Regions from separate parts of the Sus scrofa genome. Here region 1 is linked to region 2. The links are chromatin contacts, called in public HiChIP or PLAC-seq maps. All regions are on one chromosome and are shown on one strand. Each heading gives the region's core, a stretch centred on a gene start, on an enhancer-like site or on the middle of the called end of the contact. The rest is flanking DNA. Distances are from core to core; before and after follow the strand shown. Region 1 has its middle 26 kb from the start of TMEM123. Region 2 has its middle 20 kb from the start of BIRC3.

Region 1 (5,665 bases), core at 1,913-4,412, 200 kb before region 2:
CTGCTGGTGGGAATGTAAACTGGTACAGCCACTATGGAGAACAGTCTGGAGATACCTTAGAAATCTATACATAGGACTTCCATATGACCCTGCAATCCCACTTTTGGGCATCTATCCGGACAAAGCTCTACTTAAAAGAGACACATGCACCCGCATGTTCATTGCAGCCCTATTCACAATAGCCAGGACATGGAAACAAGCCAAATGTCCATCGACAGATGATTGGATTCGGAAGATTTGGTATATATACACAATGGAATACTACTCAGCCATAAAAAAGGATGACATAATGCCATTTGCAGCAACATGGATGGAACTAGAGACTCTCATACTGAGTGAAATGAGCCAGAAAGACAAATACCATATGATATCACTTATAACTGGAATCTAATATCCAGCACAAATGAACATCTCTCAGAAAAGAAAATCATGGACTTGGAGAAGACTTGCGGTTGCCTGATGGGAGGGGAGGGAGTGGAGGATCGGGAGCTTGGGCTTATCAGACACAACCTAGAATAGATTTATAAGGAGATCCTGCTAAATAGCATTGAGAACTATGTCTAGATACTCATGTCGCAACAGAAGAAAGGGTGGGAGAAAAAACTGTAACTCCAATGTATACATCTAAGGATGACCTGACCCCCTTGCTGTACAGTGGGAAAAAAAAAAAATGTTATGATTACTGTTCCTACCATTGGAGACTTTAGAGACTGTGGCAATTATCCAGGCCCAAGGAGAAATCCCAGCCACCATATTCTCTATGATCAGCCCATCTTTGTTTGAAAAGAGCCGGTGACTGCCACATAAGACTACCCTAACAGAACACACACCTCATAGGGATAAGAGGTTTTGTCTTTTGTTCACTGGCAAATCCCAGAATTTAGATCAGTGCCTGGCACATAGTAAGTGCTCAACAAATACTGAGAAATATTTGAATGAATAGTTGAAATGTTTTTCCTGACACTGAACCAAATTTTGTCTCCCAGTAATTTCCACACTTTGATCTTAGAATATAGGTTTTTCTTCCTCACAGGACAAGATCCACATATTTTTCCAAGAAATCTCATAGCTCCCCCACGGTGAACCTCCTCTCTCCCAAGCTCAACAATCTCCAGTCCTTCAGCTCTTCCTCATCTGTTCCCAGATGTTCGCCATCTCCACACATGCCTTTATCATCAACATCCTTCTAACATTAAAAAATAATTAAGAAGGAGTTCCCGTCGTGGCCCAGTGGAAACGAATCTGACTAGTGTCTATGAGGATATAGGTTCAGTCCCTGGCCTCATTCAGTGGGTTAAGGATCTGGCATTGCCATGAGCTGTGGTATAGGTTGCAGACACAGCTCGGATCTGGCAGTGCTGTGGCTGTGGCTTAGGCCAGCGGCTACAGCTCCAATTCAACCCCTATCCTGGGAATCTCCATATGCTACAGGCGTGGCCCTAAAATGACAATAATAATAATAATAATTAAGAAGAGCTGTGAAAGAGATGAGCGTAATATAATTAAAACCTACAGCTCTAGGGCTAGTATAATAACTTGAACATTAAAGCATTCAGAGACTCCTTAGAGTTTAATTAGTCTAAGTTCCTCATTTCACAAAGAAACAGAAGTTACATTACTTATCAAGCAAGACCTAATCCTTGTCCAGTAGCTAATCAAAGGTAGACCCACCACAACCCCAAAATTAATCATCTCATTCTATTTGAATTCTTATTTGAATGCTAAACTGAAAAAAACTTAACCAGATTTGCAAAATCTAGCTCCTTGTCAAACACTGTCTCTCTAGAGATGTGATGAAATTATTTTAGAAAGAAGGCCAAGCTTCCTAATTCTATAGGAATAATTTATACTTGTTTGAGCTGTTTTTTATGAATTACCAGATTGTTGATATCCTTTTAGAGTTAATAGTTTGTAACTTGTTAAAAGAGCTATAAAAATCACATTAATAAGTTCTTATACAGACTCTTTATTTGATACAGAGGTAAGCCAGCTGAATCACAAGAGATCCATGTACACTGCTCTTCTTTTATCCCATATCAAGCAAACATAGAGGAAATTAAATTAATATCAATTTTTCAGAACAAGAAGGGATCACTCATTCCCACCTCAATTTACCACTTTCTTTTTCACCAAATATCTCAGAAAAGAAAAAAGATAAGTAAGCAATGTCAAAATTTTAGTAAAGACATTGAAATATTTCAAAAGCATTGTGGTTGCAAGGAGGAGGGGCAGGGAGTGGGGTGGACTGGGAATCTGGGGTTAACAGATGCAAACTACTGTATTTGGAATGGATAAGCAATGAGATCCTGCTGTAGAGCACTGGGAACTAAATCTAGTCACTTGTGATGGAGCATGATGGAAGATACTGTAAGAAAAAGAATACATATGTGTGTGTGAAAGAGACAGAGAGAGAGACTGGGTCACTTTGCTGTAAAGTAGAAAAATGACAAGATACTGTAAATCAGATATAATAGAAAAAATAAAAGTCATCATTAAAAAAAAAGCATAGGCAGTTACACACCTTATAAGGAACTCTGTCTTATGATGGAGTGGAAGAGTTAACAGGGGATGGTAAGGGTTACTTTGCACTCAGTAGATACACTATTTGCAAATCAGCCAATTTTCAGAAAATCCATTTGAAAAACTGGTTTTCTAGCCAATTTTCCTAAAATGGATCTGCCTATTTAAATTGAAGACTTCCTGGAAAATGGATAACAAATACATAAATTCACTTTCATGTTAAGTCCAAACTTCAGTAGGCAACAATTTGCATAGACTATGTTGGAAAGAATGTTCCCGGGTATAGGTCCCCCTCAAAGACTTGTAATTTAAAATAGTAAAATGCACTGTGTAGTCCAGGGTTAGAATTGCATCACAGTATGACTAGGAAAATGCTCTAGATTTTTATCTTGGGAGCTGCAGCTAACTACAATAGGTCTTCTTTTGTTCCCTGTAATCATCCTCACCTTTGATAACTCCATCTACTGCAGTGGTTTTCAAAGTGTGGTCTGACTGCATCAGCAACACCTGGGAACTGGTTAGAAATGCAAATTCCCAAGTCCCAACCCAGACCTACTGAACCAGAACAAGGGGGTTGGGCCCAGCAAGTGATGGCTTCACTAATCTGCCAGGTGATTCTGATGCTTGTTAAAGTTTGAGGACTGACTCTGTATTGCCTTAGCAGCTTACCACATCCTGTTCCTTTATCTTTCAAATAAAATGATCTTACCCTTAGACAGACCCTTGTCCCCTTATAAAGATGAGAAAGAGAAGAGTAGTCCCTGATATCGGGAGCTGGTCTGGCACTCAGGCTTAGGTCTTGGCGTAGAACATAAACAGTTTCACAGAACATCATCAGACCCAGGCCACTCTGTCATCAGAGCAAAAACAAGGCCACTCCGTAATCACATCTGAACAGACAAAAACAGGAACATGTCCAAACCACAAAAATAACCAAAATATTTTCCATCCTAGGTAATATGAGCAACCATCGCCTTTTTGCCAGTTAAAGTTTTAGGTTCTTCTTATTCCTGCCCCTTTCCAGTAAGATTAAGATAACCAATCAAAGAATTGCCCCCACTTCCTGACAGCATCCAGTCTTAGACAAAGCCCCACCTCTCAGTATTACCTAAGCCAAATCCTAAAATAATGTCCTAATTGTAGTAGTCCCTACTTAACTGCAGTTTCACTTCAGCGGTTTCAGTTACCTGTGGTCAACCTTAGTCTAAAAATATTAAATGGAAAATTTCAAAAAGAAATAACTCATAAATTTTAAATTGTGTTTGGTTCTGAGTAGGGTGACAAAATCCCACACCAACTGCTCCGTCCCCCCACCACGACGTGAATCCTCCCATCGTCCAGCTATCCTTCCCCTTAGTCACTTAGTGCCCAATCTGGTTATCAGATCAACTGGCCTAGTATGATAGTGCCTCTATTCAAGTCACCCTTACTTAACAAGAGCGCCACAGTGCAAGAGTAGTAATGCTGGCAATTCAGATCTGCCAGAGGAGCCACGAAGGGCTTCCTTTAAGTGAAAAAGTGAAAGTTTGAGACTCAATAAAGAAAAAAAAATACTACGCTGAAGCTGTCAAGATTTATGGAAAGAACAAATCTTCTCTCCATGAAATTGTGAAGAAGGAAAAAGAGATATATGCCAATTTTGCTGTTGCATCTCAAACTGCCGAAGTTATAACCACGGTGCATGGTAAGGGCTTAGTTAAGATGGAAAAGACATTACATTGGTACAATAAGATATTTTGAGAGACACCATATTCACATAACTTTTATTACAAAGAATATTGTTGTAATTATTCTATTTTATTATTGTTATTGTCAATCTCTTATTGTGCCTAATTTACAAATTAATTTTTTTTTCTTTTTACAGTCACACCTGCAAGCATATGAAGTTCCTGGGCTAGGGGTTGAATCGGAGCTGCAGCTGAGGTCTACACCACACCCACAGAAATGCTGGATCCAAGCTGCCTCTGTGACCTATGCCACAACTTGCAGCAACACTGGATCTTTGACCCACTAAGCAAGGTCAGGGATTGAACCCACATCCTCAAGGATACTATGTCAGGTTCTTAATCCGCTGAGCCACAATGTCAACTCCTATAAATCAAACTTTATGATAGGTATGTATGTATAAGAAGAAACAGTAAATATAGGGTTCAGTACTATCTGCAGGTTCAGGCATCCACAGGAGAGCTTGGAACATACCCCCTGCAGGGAAGGAGGAACAACTGTTTTTACCAAGATGTTGCAGGCTATGTAACTCATCTTGCTACAACGAGTGATAACGAGCTTTCTCAGAAACAGATGGGTTCCTGTGGGCTTTGGCCAGCATTGACAGAGGAATTATTCACAATCTCCTGGTCAGTGGGGACCAGGGACCTTCCATGAAAGGTTTGTTCCCAGTCCAACACAAGGTAAGTACAGAAATTGCAAGTTGTTGTTTAGAAACACTGACAACAATTTGAGAGAATGATTTTATGTCTGTTAAATCTAAAACTAGAATATCGGGCTTGTATTTTGTATACCAGTTGTTTAAATTTTCTTTTTCTTAACAAATGATCTGCAATAGGTTTTAAAAATTAAAAAAATAAACTGATTCTCCATGACCAATGAGAAGCATTTTCCTACAGGACTTCTCTAATACTTCTCTTTTTCAACGTTGCTATTACATTAATCTTCTGAAAATTTTGCTTTCAAAATATTGGGCTCTTTCTCAAGTATCTTCATTGCAATCTTCTCTGTTTCCAGTTGAAGATAAAGAAGCTACCGTATTTTGACTGTCTACTGTATGTTATTAATTGTGCAAATTTAAGTACACCCAATGCTCAAGAAAGAATTCTAAATAAATATTAGCATCCCACTTCAAAGCCTACCCCACAAAAAGTGCAAGGCCCCAGTGCTTTTATGGGTGAATTTTTTTTAATCATCAAGGAACATATATATTGAATGTTATTTAGACAATAAGAAAACAGGAGAGAGCTGCTAATTAACTTTTTTACAAGCCATCATAGAACAAATCTGATCAATATAGCATTTGGAAATTACAGTGCAATGTCATTAGTAAATAATGATGCAGAGGTGCTATACCAGACACTAGTTAGAATTTGTTCTTCACCTAACATTTTTAAGGTTCTTATTAAATGCTGGCCCC
Region 2 (6,228 bases), core at 3,268-5,767:
CATATGCTACCCATACCACAGCTTTCAGCAATGCCAGATACTTAACCTACTGAGTAGGGCCAGAGATCGAACCCACATCCTCATGGATACTAGTTGGCTTACCTTCTTTTTTTTTTTTTTTTTTTTTTTATTCTTGCGCTTCGGCATAGGAGTCCAGCTAGGTCGAATCGAGCTGTAGCCCACTACGCCAGCCACAGCACCAGGATCTGACCGCGTCTGCCCTACCCACTCACCACCCATCTCCCACTGCACAATCCCCCACCTCATTCCTGTCATCATCCCTTCGCCACGACCTCGCTTCTTAACCTTCTGAGCCACAACAGGAACTCCCGTTATTTGTAGAATTTTCAATGATGGCCATTCAGATTGGCATGAGGTGATACCTCATTGTAGTTTTGATTTGAATTTCTCTAATAATTAGTGATGTTGAGCATATTTTCACATGCCTACTGTACATCTGTTTGTCAAGAAATTCTAAATTTATCATCTGCAACAAAATATTCTTCGATTTAAAATTTTTCAGCCAATTTACATAATTTAAATATTCTGTATATTAATTTGTTAGAAAAATGTGTAAAATCATTATTGACAAGTATTATGGAAAATTTTAACTTCAACATTACTTCTCATATCTATAGAACCAAGTTACAAATAAGCTGTTCTATTCCTTGGAGCTTCAAGTTTTGCTTGTTCACATGCAGGTGATATGACTGAGAAAACATGGATCAGCGAGTTCCCATTGCGCACAGTGGAAACAATCTGACTAGGAACCATGAAGTTGAGGGTTCAATCCCTAGCCTCAATCAGTGGGTTAAGGATCCCATGTGGCTGTGGCTGTGGCGTAGGCCAGCAGCTACAGCTCCGATTCGACCCCTACCCTGGGAACCTCCATATGCCATGGGTTCGACCCTAAAAAGATAAAAGATAAAAGACAAAAAAAAAAAAAAGAAAAGAAAAGATGGATCATAATCATGGTTTTTTCTTCCATTATTGACGATTTGGCAAACATTCTTTTGTTTCAAGAAAATCTTGAACTGGAGTCAACAACAAAGTAAATTTTTTTGGCCCTGCCCACAGCATGCCAGGGATCGAACCCATGCCACAGCAGTAACAACAAGTTCTTAACCACTAGGCCCCAGGAAATTCCCATCAACAAAGTAAATCTTAGTAAAATTCTTTTATAATCCAACCAGTGAGCATTGGTCAGTAATACAAGATCATTAAATTCAGTGTCTTCTACTTCTTTCAACAGTGCCATGAACTGGTGCTGAGTCACAGCACTGGTGTTTACACATCGACCAATTTTAATAACTCTATCTGTGACACCTTCTATGAGTCTGATTCAGAAAACCGAGCATAAATATTTTCAATAGGTATCATTTTGCGGAAGAGGGCAATAAAGGAAACATGTCTCTTATCTTTAAATGACTAAAAATCCAGATTTTTGATGTGTTAGCTCAATCACCTTCATCACAATAGAAACTAATTTTTCTTATATTTAGCTGAAATTCTTCTTTGACAGTCATAAAAACTTCAAATATATCTATGGCGTGAGTCTGACTCTTTAGACTATAAGTTGACCACACTTCTTCATAAATTTGGAGGCCCTCTGAGACTAAACATAACCAAAGTATTACATGGGCATGACTCACTGAGAGCACTTGAAATGTGTGAAAGAAAACTACTTAAAATCTTTCCAATTCTGAATCAATTCATCTTCGATATTTTTAAAAAGGGCTGTATTCTATGTGCAGTTGTTTGGTGACTTCATTGAATATACTTTATTTTTTGTAAAATATGACTTTTTACTTTTTTCTATAACTGATATAATAAATTTTTATAATATTTCCATAACTGAGATAATAAATTTTTTTACCATATTGCCATCTAAAAATAATTTTCTTTTTTGTGCAAGAATCCAAGTCATTTAATAGCAAGCTACAGTTAGAAGCTCACATCCTGTTAGACATAATTTTTAAAATTTTGCTGGATATTCATTTCTGATTTCAGGCAACTAATTTAGTCTTTTTTTAAAAACAAAAAACAACCTTTTTGACTGTTGAGAGGAAACATATCAAATACATCATGTATTTTCTGATAATGTCTCTAATATTGTTTTTTTTATTATCTTAGAAAATATACACATACCTCAAGCAGACAGATTTTTTTGTTTTGCTTGGTCTCAACAAACTGCAACTGCCAAACACTGTGAAATTTGAGATGTGGTTTCTCCTAGTTTTTCTTTCCTTTATTGCTCTGGTTGCATGTAGGACAGGCTTCTGTATCTCGATTTGATTCTGCATCACTCATATGCCCCATACAATTTTTCTTTTCTTTTTTTCTTTTTTCTTTTTTGTCTTTTGCCATTTCTTGGGCCGCTCTCGTGGCATATGGAGGTTCCCAGGCTAGGGGTCGAATCAGAGCTGTACCACAGGCCTACACCAGAGCCACAGCAACGCAGGATCCAGCCGCGTCTGTGACCTACACCACAGCCCATGGCAACGCTGGATCCTTAACCCACTGAGCAAGGCTAGAGATAGAACCTGCAACCTCATGGTTCCTAGTCGGATTCGTTAACCACTGCGCCACGATGGGAACTCCCAATTTTTCTTTTAAAATTTTGTCTAATTTAATTTTTGAATTAAAACAATAATATCATTTTTATGTTTTAATTAAACTAGTAAGTATTTCCATTCGAATACCAGTTACAATTTATGTAGGTATCATAGTAACTTGGGCTGCCTGCATAAACATCTAAATAATTGAGTTACAATGTTACATCAATGTATAGGAAAATCACTTTGTTGACAACAACTAGATTGGCCATGCGCTTATGTGTAACACTAGAAAAGACACAGGCCAAGGATGCATGCTACCTACATCACACCTTAAGTGATTCAATGGTTAAAGTGAAACATAGTTCTCTCAGGACATTGGGGTTGTATTTAATGAAGAAAAAAAAATGACATTGGTTCAATTTTTAAATTTCAAAATCAATTAGTTTAAATTAAACTGAAAGTAACAATTCTGTTCCTCAGTGGTGCTAGCCCATTTCAAATTTTCAGGAGACCACGTGGTTAGCAGCCACTGAATTTGATCCAATAGCCTTACATGTACTTACTTGGTCCTGGCTTGCTTTCTTCTTTTTTTAAATTTTTTTTCTTTCATTTATTTATTTATTTGCTTTTTAGGGCTGCATTCGTGGCATATGGACGTTCCCAGTCTAGGGGTCGAATGGGAGCTACAGCCGCTGGCCTACATCACAGCCAGAACATGCAGGCTGTTCCTCACAGTCCATAGTTGGCTTTGTTTCCGCTGCTCCATGATGGGAAATCCTCATTATCTTGACCTCTGTTATTTTCTTACTAATGTTTACCCCATCTATTCCCACCCCCCTGCAGGGGATTCAGGCTTGACTGGGAGAAACACTAACCAGGTAGCCGTTTCCAGAGGATGGGACCAAAAAACTGAAGTGAAAGCTTGATAGTCTGATTTAGTTGAAAGCAATGAGGGATAATGAGATGAGACCAAACTTATGTCGGTCAGGAAAGATAGAATCTAATGCGTAGCAAATAGAAGGTCAAAATTGGGTTTCAAAAGAAAGCCAGGACCAGAGTTCCCATTGTGACACAGCAGAAATGAATCTGACTAGGAACCATGAGGTTGCGGGTTCAATCCCTGTGCTCATCAGTGGGTTAAGGATCTGGTGTTGCGGTGAACTGTGGTGTAGATCGAAGACGTGGCTTGAATCCAGCATTGCTGGGGCCGTGGTGTAGACTGGCAGCTGTAGCTCCAATTAGACCCCTAACCTCCATAAGCCACCGGTGCAGTCCTAAAAGGACAAAAGACAAAAAAAAAAAAAAAAAAAAAAAAAGATAATGAGGGGAGAGGTGGAGAGAGGGATAAATTAGGAGTTTGGGATTAATATATACACACTACTATATGTAAAATGATCAACAAGGACCTACTGTATACAGGGAACACTACTCAATATTCTGTGATAACCTACATGTGGAAAAAATCAGAAAAAGAATTGATAGAGGTGTATGTATAACTTAATCACTTTGCTGTATACCTGAAATCCTTAAATAACACAACATTGTAAATTAATTATACTCCAACATAAAATAAAAATTAAAAAATATAGGGAGGGAGTTATAAAAAGCAGTAACAACTCTAAATTATTCTTGTTTCCTGTCTTGGACAAATGACTTCAAAAAAATGTGCAGAACATATTTCTTAACCATTACTTACATAATAATTTTTGAAAATCACACAAAATAGTGTAGGAACTGGAAATGAGCTAACGTTCTAATTTTCATAAAATGGAAGAAAGGAACTTCTGCAGAAAATTTGGGGGAAATAAATGCAAAAATCGTCTTAAGCGAGATTCTACTATGAATTAGTCAAACAGTAGTGTGTAAGCTTTTACAAAATGAAGAAGTGATCACCATGAGAGTTTGCAATCACAAGGAAAGATCTGGGTCCGACACACCCACTTCCTGTTTTGATAAGCTTAGGAGACTGGTGGTAATACTGCAGATGTCTGAATTTCATCAAAGCCCTTGGCAACGCCTCTCACCATATCTTTGCAGCAAAATGAACAGGAACTGGCTGGATGATGGCATAAGTGGTGTTAGTTTGCATCTAATGTACAATCCAACCTGATTATTGCCAAACAATTTTTTTTCTCCCTGCAGATTTTGATGATGTCTTGGGATCTGATCTCAAATTTGTCCTTTGCAATATTTTAGTGACTATAATGAATAGATTGCATGAAGATACTTCTCATCATGAAGAGACTGCTCATCACTTCATACTGCAGTAAAATCTAGGATTGATAGCCAGTAAAATGGATAATAGTCTTAGAACTTAAGATCTCAACAGGTGAGATCTGTGCTATAGCCAACCTCCACCCCCCGCATAAAATAGCTCAAAAAAAAAATATTGCAGAGATGTGATCTGTAATGTAACCTGTGTTAACTTGGCCATTCCAGCATGGGATTGGGATATGAAGAGTGTGAATAGGTTTTGGAAAGTGGGACATGATGACAGCAGCCTCCAGTTTCTATAATTACTGGAATTCTTGGCCCATGCAAATCCCTTCCCCTGGGCAGCTTCTGGGTGGCTTGTCTTTCTCCCAGTGGTCAGTAAAGGTCTCCTCAGTCACTGGCACTGATCTGGCATTGTGGCCTTGTGGCCTCAGCCTTGCTGGTGGGTGCAGGTCGCTGCTGCACTGCCACTCCTGCCAGGGCACTGTCCCGGCAGCTTCTGTGAATCCTCATGCATAGAACAGTGCCTGGCACATAGTACATACTTAATAAGTATTTATTAGATGAATGAATGCATGAATGAACTGTTAATTTAATATGAAAAACTTCCTGGAGTTCCTGAAGTGGCTCAGAGGAAGCGAATCTGACTAGTATCCATGAGGACACAGGTTCGATCCCTGGCCTCCATATGCTGCAAGCTCGGCCCTAAAAAAACCCCCCAAAACCAAAACAAAACAGGAGTTCCTGTTGCAGTGCAGTGGAAACGAATCTGACTAGCAACCATGAGGACATAAGTTCATTCCCTGGCCTCGCTCAGTGGGTTAAGAATCCTGTGCTGCCATGAGCTGTGGGGTAGGTCACAGACTCAGCTCAGATCTCATGTTACTGTGGCAGCTGTAGTTCCAATTGGACCCCTAGCCTGGCAACCTCCATATGCTGCGGGTGTGGCCCTAAAAAGACAAAAGAAACAAACAAGCAAAACAAAAACCTTCCTAACCACAGACATTTTTCAAAAGAAGGACTTTCTACCCCCCAAAGCACTGAGTTTCCTATGACTTGAGATATCCACTTGTCAGGGATATTGATTGGGTAATACATTCAACTACTAATTGGAAGCAGGGAGGAAACCAGAAGAGTCTATATTTGCATGAAATGTGACCATTACAGGATTTCAGATATAGTTGTAGTTAGATTTTTCATAAGCACAACTGATTTCTCTCTCCATTCCCCAATTCTCCTCCCATTTGTGAATTTCCCTCCCTCTCTTGCTCTCACTTGCATGCACAGGCGCGCACACACACACACACACACACACACACACACACAACCCCTTTATGTAATCTGAATGCTGCTACCTGGAGCCCTCCCTCCCTTGTCCCTTGAGATTTAGATGGTCTTGAGCCCAAGTTTCATGGCCTAGGGGTGTCCAAGTTTTCTGCGAATTTCTGGAAATACA

The links. HiChIP or PLAC-seq counts read pairs in DNA pulled down with a chosen protein or histone mark.
Region 1: an H3K27ac HiChIP or PLAC-seq map of alveolar macrophages shows a contact between it and region 2. The contact joins two enhancer-like sites. A contact is called at or near these places in 1 of 5 promoter capture datasets (liver), 23 of 47 Hi-C or Micro-C datasets (alveolar macrophages, blood, embryonic fibroblasts and 11 more) and 1 of 2 datasets of contacts at active chromatin or transcription factors (alveolar macrophages).

The regions. Positions count from the first base shown.
Region 1 is chr9:33,183,463-33,189,127 of Sscrofa11.1, reverse strand. No RefSeq gene overlaps it. Among named protein-coding and RNA genes, the nearest start is that of TMEM123, 26 kb to the right of the region's middle. Within about 2 kb of position 3,162, at least 18 of the 83 cell types and tissues checked have an H3K27ac peak or open chromatin away from gene starts, as enhancers often do. A contact at or near this core is called in alveolar macrophages, where this site is marked.
Region 2 is chr9:32,980,135-32,986,362 of Sscrofa11.1, reverse strand. No RefSeq gene overlaps it. Among named protein-coding and RNA genes, the nearest start is that of BIRC3, 20 kb to the left of the region's middle. Within about 2 kb of position 4,517, at least 12 of the 83 cell types and tissues checked have an H3K27ac peak or open chromatin away from gene starts, as enhancers often do. A contact at or near this core is called in alveolar macrophages, where this site is marked.